2 separate regions of the Hordeum vulgare genome follow, and region 1 is linked to region 2. Evidence: chromatin contacts called from public Hi-C data. All regions are on one chromosome and are shown on one strand. Each heading gives the region's core, a stretch centred on a gene start, on an enhancer-like site or on the middle of the called end of the contact. The rest is flanking DNA. Distances are from core to core; before and after follow the strand shown. Region 1 holds the start of LOC123426622 (chloroplastic import inner membrane translocase subunit HP30-2-like). Region 2 holds the start of LOC123426617 (acetyl-coenzyme A synthetase, chloroplastic/glyoxysomal-like).

What was found. Hi-C and Micro-C count contacts between places; a contact is called where the count stands out from the background.
Region 1: a Hi-C map of leaf shows a contact between it and region 2, with 6 times the contacts expected there. The contact joins the promoter of LOC123426622 here to the promoter of LOC123426617 in region 2. A contact is called at or near these places in 2 of 6 Hi-C or Micro-C datasets (leaf and seedling).

What each region holds. Positions count from the first base shown.
Region 1 is chr2H:453,711,063-453,717,320 of MorexV3_pseudomolecules_assembly, reverse strand. It overlaps LOC123426622 (chloroplastic import inner membrane translocase subunit HP30-2-like), which reads left to right and starts at 4,018. Exons shown (of 6, transcript XM_045110483.1): 1 at 4,018-4,492; 2 at 5,005-5,120. The coding sequence starts at 4,163.
Region 2 is chr2H:453,503,961-453,510,621 of MorexV3_pseudomolecules_assembly, reverse strand. It overlaps LOC123426617 (acetyl-coenzyme A synthetase, chloroplastic/glyoxysomal-like), which reads right to left and starts at 3,500. Exons shown (of 18, transcript XM_045110480.1): 1 at 2,824-3,500; 2 at 2,333-2,479; 3 at 2,082-2,237; 4 at 1,869-1,991; 5 at 1,616-1,784; 6 at 788-870; 7 at 513-614; 8 at 356-444; 9 at 162-252; 10 at 1-39. The coding sequence starts at 3,120.

The DNA.
Region 1 (6,258 bases), core at 2,769-5,268, 210 kb before region 2:
GGTAGATCACAAATATATCCAGGATCATCTTTACCCATAAAACGCAAGCAAATGACACTTGTAGAGCTAACATGCCACCTAGGAACAAGATAATTTACAATATCAACACTAAGTGGCAACACGTCAAATGTACACATTTTCTAGGTTTGTAATATGCACATAGCATATTACTCCCCCATAATGTGATAAACCAACAACATTAACAAGTGGCAGATTAAAACCAACAAGAGATACTTAATGGACCATATAGAATTTGAATTCCTCATGAGTAAGACATACCACATAGAAACTAGATAATCTTGAAGTATCAAAACTAAGTGGTATTCCCCATGTATACACATTTATAGGATTGTGAGGTGTGCAAAGCACATCACTCCCCCACAATGGGATAATACATTAATCTCTCACAAGAGCCAACAAAAAAAAATAAACAAGATGCAAAAAGGCTCAAAACAAGACTCACATGTACATGATATGCAAACCAACATACCCATACTCGATTACTCAAGATAAGCAAGTTGGAAGCACAACATATACAAACGCATGCAAGGTACAAAACCACAACATGCAAAGGGGCAAGCACCTAACAATGTAAACAATTTAAGTATAAGTTACCGTAAGGAGGCTCATTGGATATAAGATAGAAACTTGATAATCCAAATGACTTGGCTTGAGATAATATGAATGATGAAGACCCCTTAATTCTTCATTATGTATCCAAGTCTCTAATGTCCTCCATAGTCACCTATTGATCAAGTTTGAGCTTGTTGGTCCCCAACTACGTTGGGTCCTAAGAGGTTAATCACAATAGGCTTGGAAACCCAAATGGTTCTTTTCTTGACACCATTTTGAGTACCAACAAACTTGGCAAACACATTGCCAACCTTATCCTTCCCAAGGGAATAGGTATCATCAATAGTGATTGGGTTTGATAAGTTACCTCTTGTGCAAGACGAAGCGACGTGACCCTTCTCACGACATAAGTAGCAACATCTACCCTTTGCTTTCTTCCCAGTTGATTTCTCACCTCGGGGAGTGTTGGCTTGGGTCTTATTGGGAAGAGGCCTTCCTTCAACTTGTAGCTGAATATGTGATTGAGTTTGTGGCCGCTTCCCTTGTTGCTTGTGACTTTGAGACTTCGTCTTCAGAGGGCAAGATCTAACATGGTGCCCTTTAACTTTGCACTTGAAGCAAATGATTTTGGCCGAATTATTGACTTGTTCTAGGCCCCTCTTGTTCTTGTTTGAGTTTACTTCAACATCATTTTTGTCATTCGGAGATGTTTTCTCACACAGGACGTTGTTGAGTGTGGACATCCCTTCATGACACTGTTCCAAGTCTTTCTTCAAAGAAGTGACTTGGGCCTTTAGTTCTTCTATTTCCTCTGCACGGTTAGTATCAATGCAAGTACTAGAGGAAGTGTAAGCTTTAATGTTAGAGCAACAAGGCAAGGAAAGTAATTCATCACACGAGGTAGCAACATTATTAGTAGACGAATTACGAGGACTAGCACATGGAAATATAGTACTTTGACTAGAAGTAGTGCCATTGTCCACATGAGGCTCACTTGATGTTACCTTGGTGATGATAGCCTCATGAGCTAACTTTTGCACATTATGGGATGTTAGAAGATCGGCATGAGAGCTTGTGAGCATTACATGGTTTTCTTCCAACTTCCCATAATTGCTAGTTAGTAAATCAAGTTGAGCACGTAGCTCAACATTCTCCTTCAATGTTGATACTTCAAAAGAGATAGGGTTAGATGTACAAGTATCATCAACAATATGAGAGGAGTAAGTAGCGACTAGAGACTTCTCATGAGTAGATCGCCGCGAGTACAACTCCATCGACCGCGTTTATAGTAACGCTTCCGCTTTGCGATCTTCAATGGTATGAAGATGCTCTACCTCTCTCGTTGCTGGTTTCTCCTAGTTTGATCTTGGTGTGACGTAGGATTTTTTTGAATTATTACTATGATCCCCAACGATAAAAGATAAAATAGATTAGGAGGAGAAACAAGAAAAGGCGAAGGTGAAAATAAAAAATAAAAATAAAATCTCAAAAGGAAACAGATAAAACTAAAAAACAAATAAACAAAAGGAAAAAGCTAACCATCACCCGACGGATCACGATGGCCGCGTACACCACTTCCCTTATATGACACGCATTCAAATGATGCCTCACATAGGATTTTTCAACATGGACTATGTTTGTGAAACATATATGATGTTGTAATAGTCAATGACGAGTCTATGTTCTGCAACAAACTCTTTATTATGGATTATTTTTTACTGCAAGATCTCAATTGTAAAAAAATTACAACAAACCCTCCGTTTTAAAAAAAGCCGCAACAAAACAGTTGTTGCAAAAAAAATTTACAACAAGATCTATGTTATAAAAATAATTCTACGACGACCTGTGCTGCAGACCTGCAGTGATGAAGGCGTACTCGGCTCGTGCAATGTAACAAATCTGACGGCTCACGACCAGCCGACCGACGCGTAGCACATCCTAGAAAGAAAAGGAAAAATGTCATACAGAACCTTCCTAAAATAAGGCTAAATAGAAGTTCTCAAAACCATAGAGAACAAGCAAGAGCTACATCCACAAACCCGGTCATGGGCCACTACCGGCTTCAGAACACACGAGAGCCGAGCATTGTAGTAAATAGGCTTTCCAAATCACTACTTCCTCCGTCACAGTTTAAAAGATATGCACGTATACCTAGATCATCAATTTAACTTATATAAAATATACTGTTTAATATAAAAATTATACCATTAGAAAATAATACATCTAAAGTTTATAATAATATACTTTCTCCGTCCCAAAATAAGTGACTCAAAAATGACTCAACTTTGTACTAAAGTTAGTGTAAATTTAAGTCAATTTTGAGTCACTTATTTTGGGACGGAGGGGGTATATTATTTGTTATATATGACTCTTATTAAATTGGTCAAATTGACGATCTAGATATATGTGTCGGACTTGTAAACTGAGACACAGGGAGTAGTTGAGGAATATACCTTTCAACGATTAATCCCATCTTCCTAGATTGTGACAAGTGGCGCACTATATGCGTGCCATTTATCGCAACCTGGAAGTTTTTCCTTTTTTCTTAGATTCATATTTTAAAAATGTTTTATTTTCTAAACCATGCGTTCAAATCCTGAACTGTTTTCACCGTTGGGTTTATCGCGTTGAGATTTTTAAAACTAGATCCCATGTTGATAAGTTTTGACAAACTTTTTTTTCACGAAAAAACCGGACAAAACAACTGCCGTGCCTCTCGCGATAACAAAATCGTGCCTCTCGCGAAAGCAAAACCGTCTCTCTCACGGAAAAAAGAAAGAACAGAAAAACGTTTTTCTCCTTTCCGAAAGGCACGGGTGTGCCTCTCGCGATAGCAAAACCGTGTCTCTCGCGGAAGCAAAATCGTGCCTCTCATGAAAAAAAGAAAGTGAGAAAGCAAAAAACACGTTTTTTATTTTCGAGAGGCACGGATAGCAAAACCGTGCCTCTGGCAGAAAAAAGAACAGAAAACGCGTTTTCCCCTTTTCTGATCGTGCCTCTCACGATAACAAAACCGTGTCTCTCGCAAAAAGAGAGAGAGAGAGAGCAGAAAATGGGTTTTCCCCCTTTCCGAGAGGCACGGCCGTGTCTCTCGCGAGAAAAGAGAGCAAAAAATGCGTTTTTTTTCTCTTTTCGAAAGGCACGGCCATGCGGAAAAAATTAATCTAAAAAATCAAAAACACGTACTAAAAAATAAAAAAAGTAAAATACGAACAGAACGCTCAGAACACGACACGTGGCGATGGCTAAGAACGCATCAAGTGACGACGCGCGAGAGTGATTGTTGGGAGGCTCGAGTGCTGGCTAACTAGTTGTTTCATAGGCTTTACGAGCTTACATGGATAATACAAAGATCATGTGGGCTTAATGTACTTGTGTTTTACGCAGATCTCGACGAAGCGCCGGCCCATATGATACACGAGAGGGGTTTGGGGTTGGTGGTGGAACCCTGGAGGCAGCAACTGAAGAGAAATATTAGCGGAGCATCCGAGGGGAGGGGATAATAAACAACCAATCGAGGAGCTCCGCCTATCTCTTCCTCCTCTTCCTCCTCCCCTACCCCAACACATCGAAACACCTGAACGGCGGGATGGAAGGGATGGGGCAGAAGAGGCGCCCGCTGGTGGTGATGGCCTCCTCGTCCACTACGGCAGCGCAGTCCGCGTCGCGGGGCGGGGCCAACCCGCTGGCCGAGCTGACCGACCGCTTCAGGTCGCTGGAGGTCGGGGTGCGCGAGTGGATGGCGAAGCAGCCCACCCACATCGAGGCCGCCGTCACCACGGCGTTCGGGGCTGTGCAGGGCGGCGCGCTCGGCGGGCTCATGGGCACGTTCGCGCCCGAAGGAGGGGCGGGGCTCCCCGTGCCGCAGCCGCCTCCCGGTCTCGACCCCAAGGCCATGGCCACCTTCAAGCAAGCGCAGGTCTCCTCCTCGCCCATGTATACCAGTCCTTTCGTTACAGATTTAGATGGAGACCATCATTTTCGGTTTATTTTCTGGGATATTTACTTACAACATAAAGCAATTGGTCCCTTGTTCACACAATACTTGAAACGTCGAGTGTCAAGGTTCTTTTGTTCGACTTAAGACTGGATTTGTCATTTGGAATCGGACCAACTTTGTTAAAATCAAATCGAGATAGCTAGTACGCATGTGATGTCTTTTCCTTTTCGTAGACATCAATTACTTTTCCTTTCTCGTTTCTTAAAGCAATCATCACTCTTCCTTTAGTTTTAGTGCAGCAAAGTCTTTATTGGTCCTCAAGGCTGTCTGACATATACTAGAAACTAAGAACATGCAGAGGCAACGATTACATTCTATCGATCATGTACATTCTATCGATCATGTACTAAGTACAACATTATCCTGGTTGATGCAAATCCAATCATCCTCTAATCCTTCAGGTTAACGGTATCTTTTTTCAATTATTATAGGCTTTGGCAGGCGGGCCACTGGTGCAAGCTCGAAATTTTGCAGTCATGACTGGTGCAAATGCAGGCATATCTTGTGTTATGAGAAGGGTACGAGGAGTGGAGGATCTCCAGGGCAGGTGAGGGTTCATAAGTTCTTGTTTCTTGTTATGTGAATATTTGCAAGTAACAGGAAGCCAACAACACATTTGATAGAATAGGTGCATCTTATTCTGTTCACATAAGATGCTCTCCTTTTATTTCTTAGCTATTGGTCAGTTGCATATCAGCTGGCTAGGATATAAGGAATGTTTGGTTCCAAAGAGTATTTGTTCTACCTGATATAAGGAATGTTTGGTTCCAAAATACTAGTAGTTAAATGGAACCCCAAAACCTAAGTGAAAAGACCAATATAACTGCAACACCGCAATATGTTCTTGCATACAAATTGTATATATGTTTCCTCAATATGGAAGCCTAGTATTATATTTTGAGAAAATTAACCAATCAGTGGCATTGCCTAGGCTGAATAAAATAAAGCAAATGTGGTATCTAAAACCAATGTGGCAATAGGCACCTCTATGAGTGGGCCTAAGGTGTAAGCTAGTTGATCGTGTCAGCCTGTTAAGTGCTGAAAATCACGAAGTTTCATGGCATGACCCAGCGACATGCACAATTATTTTCAAACCACAGTAAAATTGTGCAACTGGGGTCGAATTAATGGATAAAAATGCAATCTTTCTCTCTCTCTCTCTCTCTCTTTCTCTCTAGAATGTAAAGGGGGAACATACCATTACGACCACTAGCTGGATCCATTTGAAGCTGTAAAAATAACATGTTTCCAGACTTATATGTCACTATTTGTGCATGACGAACAAATCAGAGTGTACTTTGTTAGGTAATTGATAACTAATTATTGTAATGGTGTTGTATTAACTAAGAGCAAATAATACCCTTACAATCATGCTGGACAACCGCTTACACGCAGGGTGAGATTGAACTCAGCAAAACATCACAACTCGACTCTTCCCTACAGAATCAAGCCAGAGAATGTGCCACTTTATTTCCATTTTGGTTGCCTTTTACCACCCTAAAATTTGGTAATTGCCGAAGCAACTTCAGGGTCTCTGAAGTGATTCCCACCATTAACCGATACCTATTTTCTACATGATTGATTTCATACGGTTTCTCTAGTGTGTTCATGATTATCTTCTGAAAACAATGGCATATTGTAAGATAAACTTGATATTCTAAGGACTTCAGCAAATAGTAAAACAT
Region 2 (6,661 bases), core at 2,251-4,750:
GATGTCCCAACACCGACCAGGATCAGGGTAGTTTGGAGCCTACAAGTTGCATTCAACAAATAAGTTACAAGCATAGTCCAATCTAAACAAGTGTCAAAAGCAATGGGTCACCCTTAGATCATGACTTTATAACATATGAACTAGTTTTCCTCTTAAATTACCCCTTCATAAACGAGAACTGTGGCTCCATTCAGGAGAGGACCATAAGTCACATAACTATGTCCAGTAATCCAGCCACAGTCTGCAGTGCACCTGATGTAAGTGAAGCAGAGAAAGTACAGTAAGAAAACACAGCTTCCATAATATTGAGACCAAATTTATGCCCCCTGAAGACCCCCCAAAATTTTCACCTTACCAGTATATGTCTGTTGGTTTGTGATCAAATGCATGTTTAAATGTTGTTGCGGCATATACCATATAGCCCCCCGTTGTATGCAATACACCCTGCACACTTCACAATATCTTTATTTTATATCCAGGGGATATACAATAGACTACGGGGTTAAGGGTACCTTTGGTTTTCCTGTGCTGCCACTAGTGTACAGAAGAAACAATGGATCCTCTGCATCAACCCATTCCACATCACATCTAGTAGGGAAATTGGGCACAACATCCTGGGGGCACATCATCTCGTATTGAGAAACAACTCGCATACTTGTAGTATACAACACAAAACGAAAAGGTTGAAAGGTGATCTCCCGATTGATAAAGAAGTCTCCGGAATGTTCTGTGTTTAACAAATCTGATATTACATAGAAATTGTTGAACTTGTTTAGTTTGGATATACCTGCCACCAAACATCTCTTCCAGCTATCCATTGTGTGTCCTCTTTCTTCATGGCCAGCTGATTTTCATATGTCAAACAAATGCCTGCTCGGCAAAAGAAGCACTGAAGATGAGAAAACTTCAGACTTTGGACTAGATTTCTCTAAACCAATTCTATACATATGATCATTCAATACAATATTTTCCCAGAATAAGTAATATCCATCATCAAGAGTATACTGGCACTTTCGAGTTCAGACAGTGCATAAGGCATCAATGAAGAACAGCAAGACTTAATGTTTTAATATACCCTAATCTAAGAGGCTAAGCCAAAAAGATGTGAAAAAGTGGCAACCACCAAAGTATCTGAGGGATACAAGTGAGTGCTTTTGCCCTGCACCTGGGCACGCACACATATGACAATTTCATTTTATTTTCAGTCACACTTCGAGTTTTCGAAATCCAATTTTTTGTTTGCAAATGTTCAATGTGAGATGTTGGGCAAAAAAGTGACTCTTTGCGTGCTGCAGAAAGTTTTAGAGTCTAAAATAGGTACTATAAAGTACACAATTACGTGTTTTTATTGTAGGAAAGAAATGGACATATTTTTGTACCATAGTTTGCAGGCACACTACATTCAACATTGCACATGTACCAGATCTTTTCGGATTAAAAAAATGGAATTCAAATTGCATCTATGTATACATTTTCGGATAAACATTTGGTATCACGGTAAACCTTTGTATGTACAGTGTGGACATATGTAGGTGAAAACAATGCAAAAATAACATGTATCGAGAAGGTAGCAAGTTAGACTGCCTGGAAAGAATAAAATAGCTGGTGGTCATACCTACTGTGACACCATTTTTTGAACTTTCAACCAGAGACGCATCTACTATATCTTTGAGAGGGATGAGTTTCAGCCCCCTCTTCACAGCATTGCATGTAATCACAACCTTAGGCTTGCAGTCAGTGATCCTCTGGGCTATTGCATCGGCAGAGAAGCCAGCAAACACGACCTGAATATAATCCAGCGTCGTAACATGGCAACATGCATAGGGTAAATCAGAATAACTGGAAGTGCAAACTGGGGTAAAACTTACAGAGTGAACAGCACCAATGCGGGCGCATGCAAGCATTGCAATAGGCAGCTCCATGAGCATCGGCAAGTAGATCACCACAGCATCACCTTTTTCAACCCCGACACTCTTCAAATAATTGGCCAGCTGCAAGAAAGCACCCCAAAACAATTAAACCATGTCTGCATACATCAGGACATGTTACATGCAATTGTTTCACCATAACAGCATATTTACCTGGCAAACCTTATCCAAGAGCTCTGAGTATGTGAGCTTCCCGTCCTGATCAGGCTCATTCCCCTCCCAATACATCGCAATCTTCGCACCGTCCCCGGCCTCCACGTAGCGGTCCACGGCATTGTGGCAGATGTTAGTTTTGCCCCCTTTAAACCACTGCGAAAATACCAACGACGTTCAACGTCACTCTGTCCTCCCATCACAAACAAGTCAGGATCGAGAGCAAACACCACACTTAGGCATAAGCTTACTTCGATCTTGATCGGCCCCTTTGTGACATCAAGGTTCTCAGTACAGACTTCGTCAGGGCTCCACTTCTGCTTCCAGTAGAATGTTTCAGCTATTTCTGACCAGAACCCGGCAGGATCATCAATCGACCGCTGATACATCTCCCGGTACTGGTTGCCAGTCATTGAGAAAAACACCATGATCAGTCATCATATCCGCCACAAATCAAATACTACAGAGTCAGGGAATGTTCTACTCGGTAGTCAGTACTCAGTAGTCAATTCACAGACCCTAGGAAAATGGGAATTAACCCACGCTCCGAATTCACCAATCCTAACTCTCCTTATGTCCAGTCAGTCCCTATCTGCCTTATCTGATGCCGTGAGTGGGTAGCGATGGATCACACAACTAGCCGCATACTACGCGCCTCGAAACGGAAGGACTTCGAACGTACGGCGCCCGTCTGGGGGCGGATCAACATAATCGAAATGGAAAGTGGAAAAAGAATGGAGACCTGCTGCGGAGAGGAGACAAGGGCCTGGGCGGCGAAGTCGGCGCTGGGGTGGACGAGGCCGTGGTCGTCGGACGCCGGCAGCGGCTCGCCCAGCACGGTCGCCGCGCACGGCGCAGCGTGCCGCGGCTTGGCGGCGGCCACCGCCAGGCGATCGCTCGCGCCCATGGCCGAGCCCCACCGGAGCGGCGATCGAGACGACGAGGGGGCTAGCGCGGGAGCCTGGAGTGGGATCGCGCGGTGGGCGCGTGCGGAGCTGCAGCAGCAGCGGGCGGTGGTGGCGTATATATACTGGGCCATTGACGGCCTCGTGGCCTGACGGCCACGGCTCACCACACCACCTCCTTAACTGCTCGCCACCGTGGGCCAAAAAAATTCTGACTTTCGGGGCGCGTTCTGGTGGAGGAGCTAAATCAGCAGGCAGGTGGGGCGGGCGGGCGGAAGGTGGAACCGTCGATGCCTCTTGTGTCTAGTCTGGTTGGTGCGCCTTTTTCTGGTGGGACGGAGTTGTAGAGTGCTCTTGCTGCTACTCTACAGCTACTACTGTCTATGGATTCGTCGGCGCCGGCTACCGGAGCGGAAGGGGGGAAGAGGGAGCCGCGCGCCGGGCGAGGACGTCTGGATGCTCTGCGTGGCAGCGTGGGGGGTCGAGAAGCTAGGTGTCTGTGAGGGAGAATCGTCACTCTTTTTGACCCGTCTCTCCACCGTTGGAACAGAACAGACGGGCGGACGGCTCACCGCTCTGCCTGGTTTGCATCGCCGTTCGCAATCGTCCGGTGGTTTCGAGTAGTTTTTGCGGAAAGAACAATTTGAATGTATTTAACTTATTTTTAGGGGAAATGTATTTTTAACTTAATAAATTCACAATCGCTCGCCAATTTTTAAATTCCTTTAATTTTTGCAAAACACATTATAATGCTCACATGCACACATACACTCACCATGCACGCACACACGCTCTGCAACTTACTAGTTTGACAGCCGTTCTAGTGCAGCCTAGCTCAACGAAGCCTGGCTCAGCGGAGGCTGGTTGTCGAAATGTATGTGAAAAACTAACATCTGTATATTGTTTGGTTGTCTGCATTTAGACCTTTCGTATTAAATGAGTAATTTTGACATAGCGTTTGGTTGCCTGCATTGATTCAAGTCACACTACTACACGGTATTTGGTTGTATACGTGAGATATGATTAAGAGCTAACACTTACACTTAACACACACATTTACACCGTGCCTCGTGACTATGGTGGACGGTGACCGCGGCGCCGCATCCGACATGACGCGCAAGGAGTCTCGTGCTAGCGTTCCTGCGAACGCCGCGGCAAACTAGTTGCTTGTGTCGCCGCCGCAGAGAAACTCCGTGCGGAGGAGCGATGAGGCAACAGACGGGGAAGGAGAAATGCAATGTGTGTCGGACCATATCGACTGCGGTGGATGGTGACTGTGACGTCGTGTCCGACATGACGAGCACGGAGTCTCGGACGAGCGTTCTTATCGCGACCCGACAAACTACTTGCTAGCGTCGCCGTCGGGGGAAAAAGTCCATGCGAAGGAGCGCGCGAGGCAGAGGATGTGGGAGGAGAAATGCAATGCATGTCGGACCATGGCGACTGCGGTGGACAGTGGTTGTGGCTCCATGTCCCGCACGGCGTTCACGGAGTCATGCGCCAGCGACCTCATCGGTGGCAAAGAAAGTCTGCATGGAGACAATGGACAGATAGAAGAAATGTAGTGCTCGCTTCATGGCAGCGTCATCAGTGCAGTAGAACGAGAGAGAGGAGACCAAGATGATCGACGCCAGAGACGACTCCATTGTACTAGGATGTGGGCAATGAGGTTAAGAGGAACGGTGCCAGCGTCGAAAGGGACGAATAGGAGGACTCCCAGACATATAGGACAAAGGAGAAGAAATATGGTGTGCGCGTAATGACGGCGTCGGTACAGTAGGATCGTCGAAATAGGAAAATTGCAACACGAATGTCATATGGAACTGCAAGATGAAGTTGTCGGTCAAAGGAAATTTCAAATGGTCTACCATGCATGAGGAATTTGACAAAATTCGTCCAAAATAGCTCCAAACCTGAACATGAAATTGAGCATTTACGGTTGATGAAACTACAAACTGATCGTAAAAATGGAACCATAACATCAATGTGCATCTTTTTTGTGCAGGGCTTATCTCGAACCGGAACACCGTTGTGTAGATTAGAAGGGAGAAGGAAGAAGGAGATTAGGGATGAGCTTAGTAGAGGTAGAAGAAGAAGTACGTACACAGTTCGCATCCCTCCGGCCACCTCTGGTGCAAGGGCCCCACCCATGCGCACTCGATGTGCATCGCTTGGGCCTGGTAAAAGGACGTGGATGTTGCCTATAGGGGGTGAATAGGATATTTAAAGTAACTACTGTTTAGGCTTGAACAAATACGGAATAAAACAAACATTTAATTTGTCAAGCACAAAACCTAAAACAACTAGACTCACTTATGTGCACCAATAACTTATGCTAAGCAAGATAAACAACTAAGTGATAGCAAGATATATAACAAGAAATAATATGGCTATCACAAAGTAAAGTGCATAAGTATAGGGCTCGGGTAAGAGATAACCGAGGCACGCAGAGACGACGATGTATCCCAAAGTTCACACCCTTGCGGATGCTAATATCCGTTTGGAGCGGTGTGGAGGCATAATGCTCCCCAAGAAGCCACTAGGGCCACCGTAATCTCCCCACGCCCTCGCACAATGCGAGATGTTGTGATTCAACTAAGGGACCCTTGAGGTGGTCACCAAACCCGTACAAACAAGGTTGGGGCAATCTTCACGACTTAATTGGAGGCTCCCAAGAACACCACGGAGCTTCACCATAATGGATTGTGGCTTCTAGATGACCCCAAATGCTCGGGACAATCTCCACAACCTAATTAGAGACCCTGACGCTTGCCTAGAGCTTTAACCATAATAATTGAGCTCTGAGGCACCACCAAGCTTCTAGGATGCCAAAGCACCCAAGAAGAACAAGCTCTAGGGTACCAAGCACCCAAGAGTAATAAGCTTGTCAACTTTTCACTTCTACATATCACCATGGAGAACTCAAACCGATGCAACTAATGCAGTGGTAAGAACACACAAAGTGATAAAGTCCCTCACACTCAAATTCCTCCACAACAACAAAAGCCATGGAGGAATATGAGAGGAAGAACAAGGAGCTCACAAAGAACTCCGAGATCTAGACCCAAGGGGTTCCCCTCACAAAGAGGAGAAAGTGATTGGTGGAAATGCGGATCTAGATCTCCTCTCTCTTTTCCCTCAAAAACTAGCAAGAATCATTGGAGGGACTGAGAGTTAGCAAGCTCGAAGAAGGTCAACAATGGGGGGCAAACACGAGCTCAAAAAAGTTGAATATCATTGGGGAAGAAGATCCCCTTAAATAGGTCTTCCCAAATCCAGTCGTTATGTACACAAGTCGTGCACAAGCAGTACTACTGCTTGGATGACACGGAAGTATCGGGCTTCACACGCAGTTTGACAAAGTGAGGGAGGAGGTAGTTCTGCCGGAGCGGTACTACCTCTCCCGCCAGCGGTACTTCCGCTTAGCACTGTAGGAAGCCCAGACTTAGTAGAAATGAGGAGGGTTGCACAAGAGTCCACACAGAGCGGTACTTCCGCTCATTACTGCCGCTCAAAATCTGCTCGAGCGCCGAAGATACCAGAGAGCTAAAAATAAGCGTTAGTACATAGCGGAAGTACTGCCTAAGCGGTACTACTGCATGAGCAGTGAAAACTGTTCTGAGAAAAGAAACCACCATAACTTTCACGTACGAGCTCCGAATTGTGCAAACTCAA